2 separate regions of the Mus musculus genome follow, and region 1 is linked to region 2. A link is a contact called in public ChIA-PET data. All regions are on one chromosome and are shown on one strand. The core of a region is the stretch at or near the end of the contact, and the rest is flanking DNA. Distances in the headings are between cores, read along the strand shown. Region 1 overlaps Erp44 (endoplasmic reticulum protein 44). Region 2 holds the start of Nr4a3 (nuclear receptor subfamily 4, group A, member 3).

Region 1 (3,482 bases), core at 966-3,465, 200 kb after region 2:
GGGCCTTCTAGGTCAAGACAAGGGGCTTACATTTTAACCTAAAAATTAAGGAGATTTAAGGTACACTGTGAACGTAATTAATCTGTCCTATAGGGAAGAAATCTGCCTAATATTGCAGAGAATATTGTAAAAACCACATAATATGAGAACATATAAATCCATAGTATATAAACTCTGCCTTATACTGCAGAGAACATTGTGGAAACATGTAAGACTAGAGGCACAGAAAGCCAGTGGAGGAGACTGTCACAGGAAACTAAGGTAATACAGGGCCACAGCCCAGACAGAAAGGTAGCAGCTGGCAGATAATAACCCTTGTAGGGAGTAGATGAAAGCAACGATGCCCACGCTTCAAATTCAAATTCAGTTATTCTTTAGCAGACTTCAACCTTAAGTTCTAGATTCTGGGAATACTAGTAAGACACTGTTTCTGCCCTCAAAGTCCGTTCGGTAGGGCACCTCAGATTAAAAACCAATACCTAAATTGAACATTTCTAATTTGAAAGTCTGAAATTGCAAACGATAAAGTTTCAGATATTGGAATTGTTTAGGCTTTGGATTTTTGAATTAAAGACACTCGAGTGCTAAAAGTCTATGTACATGTTCCAAAACATTGAAACTATTCTGAGCCAAAGCACTTCAGATAAGGGACAACCAACCTCAAGTAAAAAGAAGTAAATGGTCCCCGGTACCATATAAAGTCAAAAGACAAGATCTGATTTAGAGCAAGAACTACAGGCCTCCTGGAAAAAAGTGTGTAAGTTGAAAAATATCAACATTATTCTTATAAACTTGACATGCCTATATCCTGACTTCTACTCTGTGCCCTATTCTCATATACAGAGAAAATAGCAAAGAAAAGAAGGAAAGAAGAAAAGAGAGGTGGAAAGGGAAACCACCCCCAAACTAAAACAAGATTACTTACCAGTCAGCATAAAAATTTACTAAAGCAACATCAGCATTATCTGAAATTTAAAAACAAAAACAAAGTTATTTGTGTCTATATTGACATACTTAAAAATACAATTTTTATCATGATATTTTCCATTTATAAACAGTCAGTTAAAGCTTTGAGATAATAGCTACCACTCATCCAGAAAGCCATACAGAAAGGTTGGCTTATATATAACTTAACCCTTTCTCTACCCCGTCCTGGGTCGCAATGTAAACTCAGCAATCCATCCTCGTAAAGGAGGATCGCCTGGAGCTTACTTAATAATCCATTTTTAAATATTTCATACACATAGTAACTGGGAACCAGTTCTGCAAGGTGAATTCTTCACTGAAGAGATCTGATCAATTACCTATGTCTCATTCTCAGACATCTACCTTGCTGCATTATAAAATCCACTTTTCCTAGTTCCTACCTACTTAATAATACTCTGTCACACAAAATCTCACCATTATTTGAATCTTTGGACGTAAGGACTCGAGAAAGACACACTATTGCTTCTTTTGATTAAACCCAACTCAGAAAAACTTAAATGGCCAACCAGTGACTGCCTGAAATTGAGACCCATTCCATGGGCAAGAACCAATCCCTGAAACTATTAATAATAGAAATTCTGTTTGTTATGCTTGCAGACAGGAACCTAGCATAACTGTCCTCTGAGAGGCTCCACAATGGAAAGAGATGCAGAGACACACCCAAACAGTTGATAGAGCTTGGGAGAAAAACTGAGGGACCTGAAGAGAACAGGGACTCCCCGACACTGAATCACCAACCAAAGAGTGGGCACGGGCTGGACCGAGGTCCCCTGAACATATGTAGCAGATGAGCAGCTTAGTTGTCATTCAGGTCCCCCAAACAAGTGGAGCAGGGGCTGTCCCTGAACCTGTTGCCTGCCTGTGGATCCCACACCTCTAAAAGAACAACCTTTTCTGACATCAGTGGGAGAGGATGTGCCTAGTCCTTCTGTGACTTGATGTGTGTATATATGGGGAGAGGAGGCCGGGGGGGGGGGGGGGGTTGACACCCAGAGAGGGACTTCTCCTTCTAAGGGGACTTGCATGAGGGGGTACTAGGAGAGGAAGGACTGATACTGGGTTGTAAAATGATAAATAAATTTAATAACAACAACAACAACAACCTCTTTCAGAACTCATGAAAACAATACACAAAGATGTTTCAGAATCTGGACGGTGACAGGGATGAGAAAAGTGCATACTCCAGGCTCCTTCCCCTTTTCCTCTCACATTTTTGGTTCACTTGCATGTTCACTCAAGCTGTGACTCACAAACTGGTTTCTGGACCAGAAGTTCCACCATCACACAGGAACTCACAGAAATGTAAATTAGGTGCGGTCCAGCAGCTTCTGCCAGGAACTGGAGCTGCCCAAGCAGCACGGAGAGTAATAAGACCTGGTATATAGATGCTGCTCTAGAGAGCTCATGAGGTGGCAATAGCGTCTTTTGACAGTTAAAGCTCCACAAACATAAACCAATGTAGGTAATTTTATTTCCTCTTCATCTCAAATACTTTTGGGTTTGGTCATATGCAAACCAGTGACATGGCATTTTTGGTTTTAGTTTTTTGGTTTTTGTTTTTTTTTTAAAGAAGGACGATTTATGGACACTGCAGACATTTTAAAATCTCCTATATTGTAATCACCCACCATATCAACCATGCCTTGACCTTTTCTTTAGTATCTGTAAAAATCAGAATATCCCCCAAGTTAATTCTATCTATAATTACAGTATCAGTAAATAATATAGTCAGTATAACAATTACTGAACTTAACTGGATGTTATTAAAAAGATGGGTGAATAAGTCATTTAATTAAAATGAAAGAAAGAAATTCTTGGCTCTTCTCTATGGCTCTTAATATTCAGAGTGTAAAGTGACAACTGCAGGCCTTATGAGACACCTCATGCACTGTCAGAAATGCTATCTACAACAAGACAAACAAGTTAGATGTCTTACAAAACAGGAAAGAAGGACACACTTTAAGAAATTTTACTAATAATCAAAACCTAAAGTACTTTTATACAATCAGTGAAATGAGCCAGAATCTCAGCTTGTTATCTACTATAGATAATTGAAATTTTATTTATAATTTATTTATAGAGAAGAAAACATACTTTAAAAAAAAATCAAGATACTTACTTAAAATTTCATCTATATTCTCTGAATCAAGACTTGCTATTTCAGCTGTTATAGGTGTAAAAATTGAAGTTACCTGAAAATTTAAAAATGTAAAATTAACAATTCCATAAAAAAATAAAGCAGTCTAAAACAGTAATAAAGTTGGCTCTACCTGTTTTTAGAAAATCATCTATCAATTGATTTAATCATTATTAGCTATTCTGACCTTCATTATTTATTAGAACAATAAAATAGAAATATTAACTTCCCCAGCCTAAAAATTGGTCAGAGAATTCTTATACTTCCAAATAGTTTGTAAATAACTAGGAAAATTATGAATTTATTCAGCCATTCTGAAAGTGCTGATATAAAACTAAGCTCAGTGACTCTAACCAGC
Region 2 (3,719 bases), core at 611-3,110:
ACATCGCCTGCGTCAATCACGCGCCTCGCGTGCGTCAGCGCCGCGCGGCTCCAGGTCCTGCTCCCCCAACCCCCAGCCTTTGAATGGATTCAATGTAGGAGCGCCCTCCTTCCTTCTGGGCTAGGATGGGAACGCACCCGCAGCCAGGGGGCTCGGTTCCTCTGGACTGGGACAACTTTCGGAGCGTCCGCTCACGGTCTTAAGCACACCAGCCGGCTAAAGTGAAAGTGGAGGCGTAGACAGAGAGACACACTATGCATGTGTTGTTTTGTTTTTCGAGTTTCTGGTCCTAGTTCGAACCTTCTTAGATTCTGAAGCATGTGCTATGACTAGGGGATCCTATTCCCCCAACTTTGCCACCCACACGCTCAATTGTTGGGGCAGATCAAAAGAAAATGCCACTTGAGATTCTAGCAGACCACTGGAGACCGCGTCTGTCTGTGTTGTTTCATTCTAACGTCTTCGTAAAAAAAAATTTTTTTTTCTGAAAGAGGTTACTTTCAGTTAGCAGCAACCTTTGGAACTAAGAGTTCTTAACTCAAACATGTTTTGTTTTGTTTTGTTTTGTTTTTGTTATTTGTTTTGTTTTGTTCTCAGCAAGAAAGTGACACCCTAAATTTTTTTCCAGGAAAAAATCGCTGTCCCTTATACAGTCGCCCAGACTTTCTACATACTTGGAAGACAAATGTACCTCCCCCCCCCCGCCCCCCGCCCCAGGAGACCATAGTTAAGATCCCCTAGAGACAACCTAATGAATCCTGTTGACTGATTTTGAATATTTCATTTGAGAGGTGGAAGGGGAGGCATCTACAACCCTCAAATGCGAGTTGAGTTCCATGTCTGACCCGGTGCTGGGGAGTAGAGGAACAGTCAGACTCACTCAGCTGTTCAACACGTGTGGTGTGTTTGTTTTATATATAGTTTCTCGTGCAGCGCGCGCGTGGCTGGATGTGCACTTCTTTGGATTATAAAGCGTCCAGTCAAGAACCTCACACCATAAGTAAAAAGAAATAAAATCTTGTCCCTGGAACTGTCTGCATCCTAGGGTGAAACACTAACAGCATGACAGGAGGAAGAGGCAAATTAGCCTAGGCGCAGAGGGCCAGAGGGACGTAAACAGCCTTAGAACCATTGCATGAGGGAAGCACAGCTGCACCTCTGGGAGTCTTCGGCCTGGTGCCAGACTCCTTCAGCTGCGACTGCCAGGTCACTCGGAGAAGCTGGCTGGCGTAGCCTTCCCTTTCGGAAGAGCTGTCCTCTCTCTTACCCCCTGGACCTGGCTAGATGCCTCGGGGCAGCCTCGGAGGCGAGCCAGCAGCACTCCTCCAACTCTGCTCCACCCGGAGCCTGACAGCTGGGCGGTCCCGCCTGACCCGCGGGCGGGCTGCGGCACCCTCTGGTAGACCGGCGCCCTGGCAAGCGGCTCCCGTGCAGAGGGGTTGGCCGCGCGAATCTGAGAAGCCTCAGGGCTGGGGTCCGCAGCTCCCCGTGGTTTCCATTGTGCGGCCGTGAGAATGGCCGGAGGACGCGCGCACGCGCGCGCGCACACACACACACACACACACACACACACACACACACACCCTCGCACACGCGGAACCGGCTGGGCCAGGGGAGGGAGGAGGAGGGTGACGTAGCGTCCCATGTCGTCACATTGACGTCTCGCATTCCAGGCACTCTATGGAGAGGCTGCTAGGGCTCCTGTGGCATAAATGACGTGCCGAGAGAGCGAGCGAACGCGCAGCCGGGAGAGCCGAGTCTCCTGCCTCCCGCCCCCCACCCCTCCAGCGCCTGCTCCTCCTCCGCTCCCCATACACAGACACGCTCACACCCGCTCCTTCACTTGCACACACAGACAGACACACGCGCGCTCACACGCTCCGCACACACACTCCACTCTCTCCCGCGCGCTCACACCCCTCTCACCCGGCTCCCTCGCCAGTGTCGCGCCGCGCCGCGCCGCAGCCGGACGCCCCTCCAGGGCTCACTTTGCAACGCTGACAGAGCCCGCAGTGTCCGTGGAGGTGGGAAACGTGGCGACATCCTACCCCCTGGTCGCAGCCGGAGACTGGATGCCTGCGGAACCTCTCGGCGGCGCTCTCCCATGAGTTGGGATCGCAGCATCCCCCGCCAGCCGCTCACCGCCTCTGGGAGCCGCTGGGTTTGTGCACCGCAGCCCTTCCGGGACAGCAGCTGTGACTCTCCCCCAATCCAGATTTCGGGGTCGCTCTCTAGAAACTCGCTCTAAAGACGGAACCGCCACAGCACCCAAGTACGTACGATATGCCCAGTTAATGTGGGGACTTGCTTAAAAGTTGGCGCGCTGGGAAGTGTCGCTCCTGAAATTGACAACTTTTAATATGGGGTGGCCCCCTCCCGCCGCCTCCCCTTTCAGGTTTTCTCGCCCAGCTACCGGTGGGTTCCAAGCTGAAACTTTTCCCTTGTAGCTGGCCCTCAGGGACTCTGAAGCTTGTGAGATTCCTCTCCCCACCCAAAGAGGCTAAAAGCCTCTAACAAAGAGGAGGACCTGGATTTGTGCTGTAGCTGCTCCAGCGTCGTAATTCAGGGTATTTCGGCTCTAGTTGTCATGGTAATGATGCTCTCGGCGGCGGCGGCGGCGGCGGCAGCGGCTGCCGCTGAGGCAGAGTTGGAGCCCCGGTGATGAACGGCAGTAATTTTCCTGCCTTTTAAGTGGAATTGGAAATAGGGACTCTGGTGGGTCCGAGTTAATGTGTCTAATGGTGAAACGGAGCTGGTTGTCTGGGAGAAAGCTTAGGAGGGCCAGTGCCTGGGCAGCAGCGGCCGGAGTTTGCAGAGGCTCTGGAGGAGCTCAGCAAAGAGGGTGTAATTGTAGGAATGCGGCTTATTGTATTGAAATGAGCCCCGGGCTCCACTAGGCACGTCTGCCTGGCGTCGCCGACTTGCTGGTTTACACTTTTCCCCATGGAGGTAATCGGGTGTAATTGCCGACTCTCGCGCCCCGACACGCGTGGGGACCAGGTCCCTCTTCTCCAGGCCTTGGCTGGTGTGGGAAAGGCTTGTGTTACTTTTCAATGAGCTTTCGGAGAAGTTGCTCCGAGTGTTTTCTTCTTAGTAGAAAGGAAAGTTCTCGATGGTGAAAAGGGGAGCCGAGCAGCGGAGCGCAGCCGGCGGAGACTGGCTTTCAAAGGCACCTCTCGAACCTGTTGGAGGCTTCCGGCAGTCATGCGGGAGCTCATGAGCATTGGTCCCTTGATTTCCAAGAACGTTCTTGGAGCTGGCCTTTTGTTTATGTGCCCGGCTTCTCCCGAGGGAAGAGCCGCGGGGACTGTGGTCAATAGTGCTCTGGAGCTGCTTATCCTAGGGCCTGGGAGGGCTGGGAGAGAGGTTACAGGGTTCGGTTCGGCCATTCCTCCGCTGTTCCAATTCTGGAGCTCCTTTGCCAACAATCGGGAAATGTTTCTTATAGAACCAAGTTGGAGAAAGAAAAGCTGCCCAACGCGCATACTGAACACAATGAATGAAATTACTTTATTGGAGTTGTTTTAACCCAGCAAGATACACATAACGCCAAAGACTGCCGGGGGTGGGGGTGGCACCACTCCCTCCCTCCACAGGCACCCCCCACCCACCCCCAAATCCCGGACCCAGCACTCGCTCACAGAAATTCTCTCCCCCCCCCCGGGGTTTGCCTAAGCTCCCTCGGTCTTTCTGAGAATCTCTGTCTTTCCCTTTCTGCC

What was found. ChIA-PET counts read pairs in DNA pulled down with a chosen protein or histone mark.
Region 1: an RNA polymerase II ChIA-PET map of memory CD8 T cells shows a contact between it and region 2, with 38 read pairs. The contact joins the enhancer-like site here to the promoter of Nr4a3 in region 2. A contact is called at or near these places in 5 of 39 promoter capture datasets (the C10 cell line, hematopoietic stem and progenitor cells, pre-B cells and 1 more), 2 of 115 datasets of contacts at active chromatin or transcription factors (memory CD8 T cells and stem cell-derived neural progenitor cells) and 3 of 9 other capture datasets (adipose tissue, liver and pancreatic islet).

The regions. Positions count from the first base shown.
Region 1 is chr4:48,240,371-48,243,852 of GRCm38.p6, forward strand. It overlaps Erp44 (endoplasmic reticulum protein 44), which reads right to left. Exons shown (of 12, transcript NM_029572.3): 2 at 3,107-3,179; 3 at 926-965. Among named protein-coding and RNA genes, the nearest start is that of Mir1958, 29 kb to the left of the region's middle. Within about 2 kb of position 2,216, at least 21 of the 459 cell types and tissues checked have an H3K27ac peak or open chromatin away from gene starts, as enhancers often do. A contact at or near this core is called in memory CD8 T cells, where this site is marked.
Region 2 is chr4:48,043,445-48,047,163 of GRCm38.p6, forward strand. It overlaps Nr4a3 (nuclear receptor subfamily 4, group A, member 3), which reads left to right and starts at 1,861. Exons shown (of 8, transcript NM_015743.3): 1 at 1,861-2,272.